Regions from separate parts of the Canis lupus genome. Here region 1 is linked to region 2. A link is a contact called in public Hi-C data. All regions are on one chromosome and are shown on one strand. Each heading gives the region's core, a stretch centred on a gene start, on an enhancer-like site or on the middle of the called end of the contact. The rest is flanking DNA. Distances are from core to core; before and after follow the strand shown.

What was found. Hi-C and Micro-C count contacts between places; a contact is called where the count stands out from the background.
Region 1: a Hi-C map of blood shows a contact between it and region 2, with 4 times the contacts expected there. The contact joins the promoter of REV3L here to the promoter of MFSD4B in region 2. A contact is called at or near these places in 2 of 9 Hi-C or Micro-C datasets (both in blood).

What each region holds. Positions count from the first base shown.
Region 1 is chr12:68,357,961-68,360,660 of UU_Cfam_GSD_1.0, forward strand. REV3L (DNA polymerase zeta catalytic subunit) reads right to left here and starts at 1,262. Exons shown (of 32, transcript XM_038554964.1): 1 at 1,029-1,262. The coding sequence starts at 1,167. LOC119874234 reads left to right here and starts at 1,859. Exons shown (of 4, transcript XM_038554977.1): 1 at 1,859-2,012. The coding sequence starts at 1,870.
Region 2 is chr12:68,148,027-68,150,726 of UU_Cfam_GSD_1.0, forward strand. MFSD4B (sodium-dependent glucose transporter 1) reads left to right here and starts at 1,267. Exons shown (of 4, transcript XM_038554963.1): 1 at 1,267-1,346. LOC111098398 (a long non-coding RNA gene) reads right to left here and starts at 717. Exons shown (of 4, transcript XR_005368155.1): 1 at 622-717; 2 at 1-134.

The DNA.
Region 1 (2,700 bases), core at 12-2,511, 210 kb after region 2:
CCTGTGTTGGGTAGAGCCGTTATCTCGCGTGGCCCCGCAGAAACGGGAGGAGGAAGACCCAGCGCGACCGGGGCGCGGAGCATCAAGTGGGAAACGCTGCCCCAGACCCCGCAGGCGCAGGGCAGCCCGCAGCCCGCAGCGGAGGGGAGCGCGGCCTCCGGGAGCTGCAGGCGGCTCACAGCGCGCACCCCTCCACGGCCACGCGAGGCCCTGCCCATCTGGCCCCCGCCCTTAGCGGCGTGACCCCACGTCCCCAAGAGCTCCCGTCACTGCCCCCCCCCGCCGGCCCGACCCCACTCGGGCATCCGAGCGGTTCTTGCGGTCAGGATGACGTGTCTTTACACGCGGCCCCGCGGCTCGGCGTGGGGGGCACGTCTCCGACGGGGGCCGCGGCTCCTCAGGCGTTCGCGCCACCGGGCGCGAGGTGCGGCCGCCGGGCGAGCGACGACGCGCCCCTTCCCTCGAGCGGCCGCCGCCCGGGGCCCCGGAGGCTCGGGTCTCCGAGGAGTCGTCCCCGACCCGCGCTCGCCGCGGAGCCCCACGGTCCCCTCAGGGGGCGGGATTCCTCAGGCGCCGCGCTCCGGAAGGGGCAGAGGCGGGCGGCGGCGGGCGGCGGCGTGAGGCCGCGCGGGGAGCGCTGACCCTTCCTCGGCCCCTCAGGGCCCCCTCCAGACGGGGGAGGCGGCGGGGCGGCAGCGGGGCGGCCACCGCAGTCCCCCCGGCGGGCGACCTCAGCGCGTCCCGGAGGACACGGCGCGGCCACCTGCCCCCCCGCCCGCCCCCGCGGCCCGCGCTGCGGCTCCGGCTCCCGGCCGCCGCGCGCGCTGCCAACACCCGGCGCCCGGGAGGAGGGGGCGCGGCGGCCGCGCGGACCCACGTCGCGGCGCCTCTTGTCACGCACCCGGGGAGAGGCGCGGAGGGAGGGAGGGAGGGAGGGGAGGCGGCGGCGAGCGCGCGAGTGCGCGGCGGCGAGGGGAGGGCAGCCCGGGCGCCCCGCCGGCTCCCGCCCGCGCCCCGCGCCCGCTTACCTGCCGGGGTCGCTCCGAAGACTCGCACCACCGGCACCTTCTTGACAGGGGCCTGGGTGAGGGGGCACAGGCAGGTGTCCAGGCCCCGCAGCGGGCTGGCCATGTAGTAGTCGGCGGTCACTATCCTCACTGAAAACATGTTCGCCGCCGCCGCCACCGCCTCCTCCTCCTCCTCCTCCTCACGGGCGATCTGGCGGCGGCAGCAGCGGCGGCGGCGGCGGCGGCGGCTTCCTCCGCAGCGACGGCCCCACGGCGGCGGCGCCCCCTCCCCGCTTCGGCTCGGCCCCCTCCCCTCACACACAGACGCGGCGAGCGGGCGGCGGGCGGCGGGCGGGGCGCTCGCTGCTGGCACTGCTGCCGCCGCCTCCTCACGAGCACCCGGCGACGGGCGACAGCAGAGACGCCCTGGCGCTTCCGTCCGTGCTGCTGCTGCCGCCGCTGCCGCCGCCGCCGGGAATCACACGGGCTCCTCGGTCCCAGGCTGCAGCTCTTGTTGCCATGATGATGATGTCACGGACGCAACCACTGGGGGAGGGGAGGCGGGGGGGCGGGGGGGGGTGCGCGAGTGCGCGCGCGCGTGCGTGCGTGTGTGTGTGTGCGCGTGGGGGGGCGGGGGGAGGGGACGCGGCGGGAAAGGGAGGGAGCGGGGCGGGCACCCGAGCGGGACACCCCGGCGGGGGCCGAGGAGGTGTTTTCTCCCCCGCCCCCCCGGGCTCGCAGCGAGGGAGGAGGCCGCGGGGGGGGGGGGGGGCGGGGAGGCTGGGCCCGCGCCGGGCGCGGGGATCGATGACTCGGCCGGTGGGCACGGCCACCTGCGTGGGGGGGGGGGGGCGGAGCGCCGATGTCATGGATGCGGGAGGGGGGTCGGGGCCGCTCGGGCGGCTCGGCGGGATTGGCCGGGGATCGCTCGCGCTCGCCTAGGCGACCGCCATTTCACATCCTGCGGAGGAGGCGGGGGCGGCCGCCGAGACGGCGTTTTACGAGGTAAGAAAGCCCGCCCGCGGGAGGCGGGAGGCGGGCGGCGGGCGGCGGGGCGCAGATCTCGTGCCGCCGCGGCCTCGCGGGAGGGCGGGCGGGGCCGGGCGCGGAGGCGGAGGCGGACGCAGCCGGCCCTTCTCAGGTATCGCGGCGGCTCCGCGCGTGGCCCGGGGGCGGCGCGAGGGGCGGGGGCGCGCGGGCGCGGGCCTCGGCCTATAGGAGGGCGGCCCCGGCGCCCCCTCCTTCCCGCGGCGCTGCGGTGTCTGCGCGCGGCCCCCCGGAGGGACGTGTTCCCGCTCGGCTCCGCTTAGCTGGGCCGGGCAGGGCCGGGCAGGGCCGGGCAGATCCGGGGTTTCCCACCGCGGCGTCGTCCTCCCGCGCGAACAGATCCTTCCTCGGGTTCCTCCTCAGCGCCTCAGGCTGCGGCCCGGGCGCGCGCGTGCGCGGTTGTGTGCGCGTCCGTGTGCGCGTCCGTGTGCGCGTCTGTGCGCGTGCGCGTCCGAGGAAGCACTTGTCCGCGCTGGGTGACCGACCTCCCCCCGCGGAATTCAGGATTAAGAGCCTTTCAGAGAAGCGTTCGGCCGGAGGTGTAGAGCCCCCGTGAAAGTCACCGCGTCAGACGCGGACACCCGTTACCCATTACCTAAAGGCAAAAGGAGGTAGGGAAGAAGTGTTCAACAAAACAACTTCCCCC
Region 2 (2,700 bases), core at 17-2,516:
CGTGACCCTGACGTCTAAAGCAGGTTCTCCTACGGCACAGCATCTGTGCTTGGAGGTAAACTGGGAAGGGCTTCATGACCCAGTGCAGGGGGCTGGAGAGCTGGCTGGGCTGGAAGGGTCTGTAGTCCGGGAGCCTAAGTGGGGAGAGGCAGTCGGGTGCAGAAGAACATTTCCAACGGGTAATAAAACAAACATTTGGTCAAAGAGCAGAAAGGCAACGGAGAGCTGGAATCGGATCAGGAGGACCAGGCCTGCCGTCCCCGCTGGCGCACCTGCGGCCCGGGCCCCTGGAAATCCGCGTCCCGCTGCGCTGGGCGACGACGGCGGCGTGGTTTGCGGGGCCGGGGCCGGGGCCGGAGCCTGCAACCGCCCTGGGCTGAGCTCCGGCCGCCCCCCGCCCCGTCTGCCTGCCCGGGGCAAGCCGCTGCTCAGCCCGACTTAACCGTCCGGCCGCACGCGGAGCAGCGCACCTGCAGGGCTGCCTCGGGGTTCCCGGAGACGCTTCCGCACGCGGCCGACAGCGGGCGAGCATCTCCAAGGGGCGCGGAGGAGGACGGCACGCCTGGACGCTGTCCCGGGGCTCAGCCTTCCCCTCGGTACCGGGGCGCGGCCGCGTCTTACCTCACCGTCCCCGCGCCCCGGGCTGCAGCTGCCGCTCCCTCCGCCGCGGGGCGCCCGCTCGCCCGGCCTCCGTGGGCTCCGCCGCGCGTGTCACGGGGCCGCCCGGGGCGCCCCGTCCGGTCTCCCAGGCAACCACATAAACTTCCGGTTTGGGAGCGAGCGGCCGCGGCGGGCGGGAGGCCGCACTTCCGCCACGTGACCCCGCGCGGCCCCCGGGCGTGCTGAGGGGCGGGCGTCGCGAGTTCGGAAGTCCGGGGGGCGGGGCCTGGAGGGGCGGGGCTGGGGCTCGGCGGCCGGTCCCTGAGGCGCGGATGGGCCGCCGCGCGGGGAGGCGGGGCAGGGAGCGGGGCCGTCGTGTGTGGGGCGGGGCCTCCGGGCCTGTGGGGGGCGGGGCCAGGGCTCGGCGGCCGGTTCTCGAGGCGCCGCCAGGCCTGGAGGGGCGGGGCCTCCGGGCCTGGGGGCGGGGCTCGGCGGCGGGTCCCCGAGGCGCGGCGGGGCGGCCGCCTGAGCGCTTCTCCGCAGCCGCCGAGCTGGAGCTGGACCTGGAGCTGGACGTGCGCGGGGCCGGGGCGCCGGCTGCCGGGCAGCGGCTCCTCCAGGCCGCGGCCGCAGCGGAGAATGAGGCGGCGGCGGCGGCGGCGGCGGGCTCCCGGCGGGGCCGCGGGGCCGGGCGCAGGCTGCGCTGGCTCATCACCGCGGTGCTGTGCGCCGCCTTCCTGGGGCTGGTGAGCGCGGGGGCCCGAGGCTGCGGGGCCGGGGCGGGAGGTTCGCGGCTCGCCTCCGCCGCCCGCCGGCTGGTGACCTTGGGCGCGGTCGTCGGCGCCGGCCTTCGGGGCCGAATCTGCAGAACGGGCACAGCCCCGCCGCCCGAGCGCTGTTCAGTGCGAAGTTGGTTTTCCCCCGAGATCTGGGCACCTCCCGGGGGGGGGGGGGGGTCGGGTGTGGAGCCCCTGCCCCTCCAGCCCACGCAGATGCCAAGTTATCCCCCAAAGCTGCTTCCCTGGGATTTCCTCTTCCTTGTCTGGCCAGATTCAGCCGACTCCTTATGTTTGCAGGTGGAGGAAACAGGACCCGAGAGGGAAAAGGACTTTTCTGCACCACGCAGCCGGCTTTCCGTGCGGGAGCCAGGAATAAGCTCTCGTTCTGCCCGCAGCCGTGCACAGACAGACCTTTAGGTCCCCCGCGTCTTCCTTAGAGCAAACTGCAGGGCTAGAAGCGCCTTCTTCTTCTTCTTCTTCTTTTTTTTTTTTTTTAGATTGTATTTATTTATTCATGAGACACACACACGGAGGCAGAGACAGAGGCCGAAGCAGGCCCCACGCAGGGAGCCCGACGTGGGACTCGATCCCGGGTCTCCAGGGTCACGCCCTGGGCCAAAGGCGGGCGCTCAACCGCTGAGCCCCGCAGGGATCCCTAGAACCGCCTTCTGACACCCCCGTGGCTGCCCCACGACTCCCTTATTTGTGGAGGTCTCCCTGTCATCCCCGGCCTGATGAATGGGGATCTTGGGGATTCACTAGGGTGAGTCCTCTGAGGACAGTCATCCCTGGTCACTCAGCGTCTTTCTCTTGAACCACAACGGATTCTTGGAGGATTTTGATGATATGAAAAAAGAAAAATCATTGCAGGGCACTGGTGCCAGGTCCTGTTTTGGGTGCTTTGCAGGCAGGAAGTGATTGGATTGCAGATGCAGCTCAGCCTCCCCTCCCCATACCAAGTGCTTGCTCAGCTCTCAGTTTGGGACTGCTCCGGCTTGGGCAGGACGCACACCCAAGTGTTTCAAGCAGAGCAGTCCAATTAGAAGGAATTCTTTTTTTTTTTTTTTTTTTTTAAGATTTTATTTATTTGACAGTAAGTGAGTGAGTGTGCATGCACAGGCAGAGTGGCAGAGGAGTAGAGAGCCTGACACTGGGCTGGATCCCAGGACCGCGGGATCACCACCTGAGCCCAAGACTGACTCAACCAGCTGAGCCACCCAGATGCCAGTAGGATAAATTATTCTTGAAGCATAGACCCATTAGAAACATTAAAAAAATTATTTATTTATTCATGAGAGACACAGAGAGGCAGAGACACAGG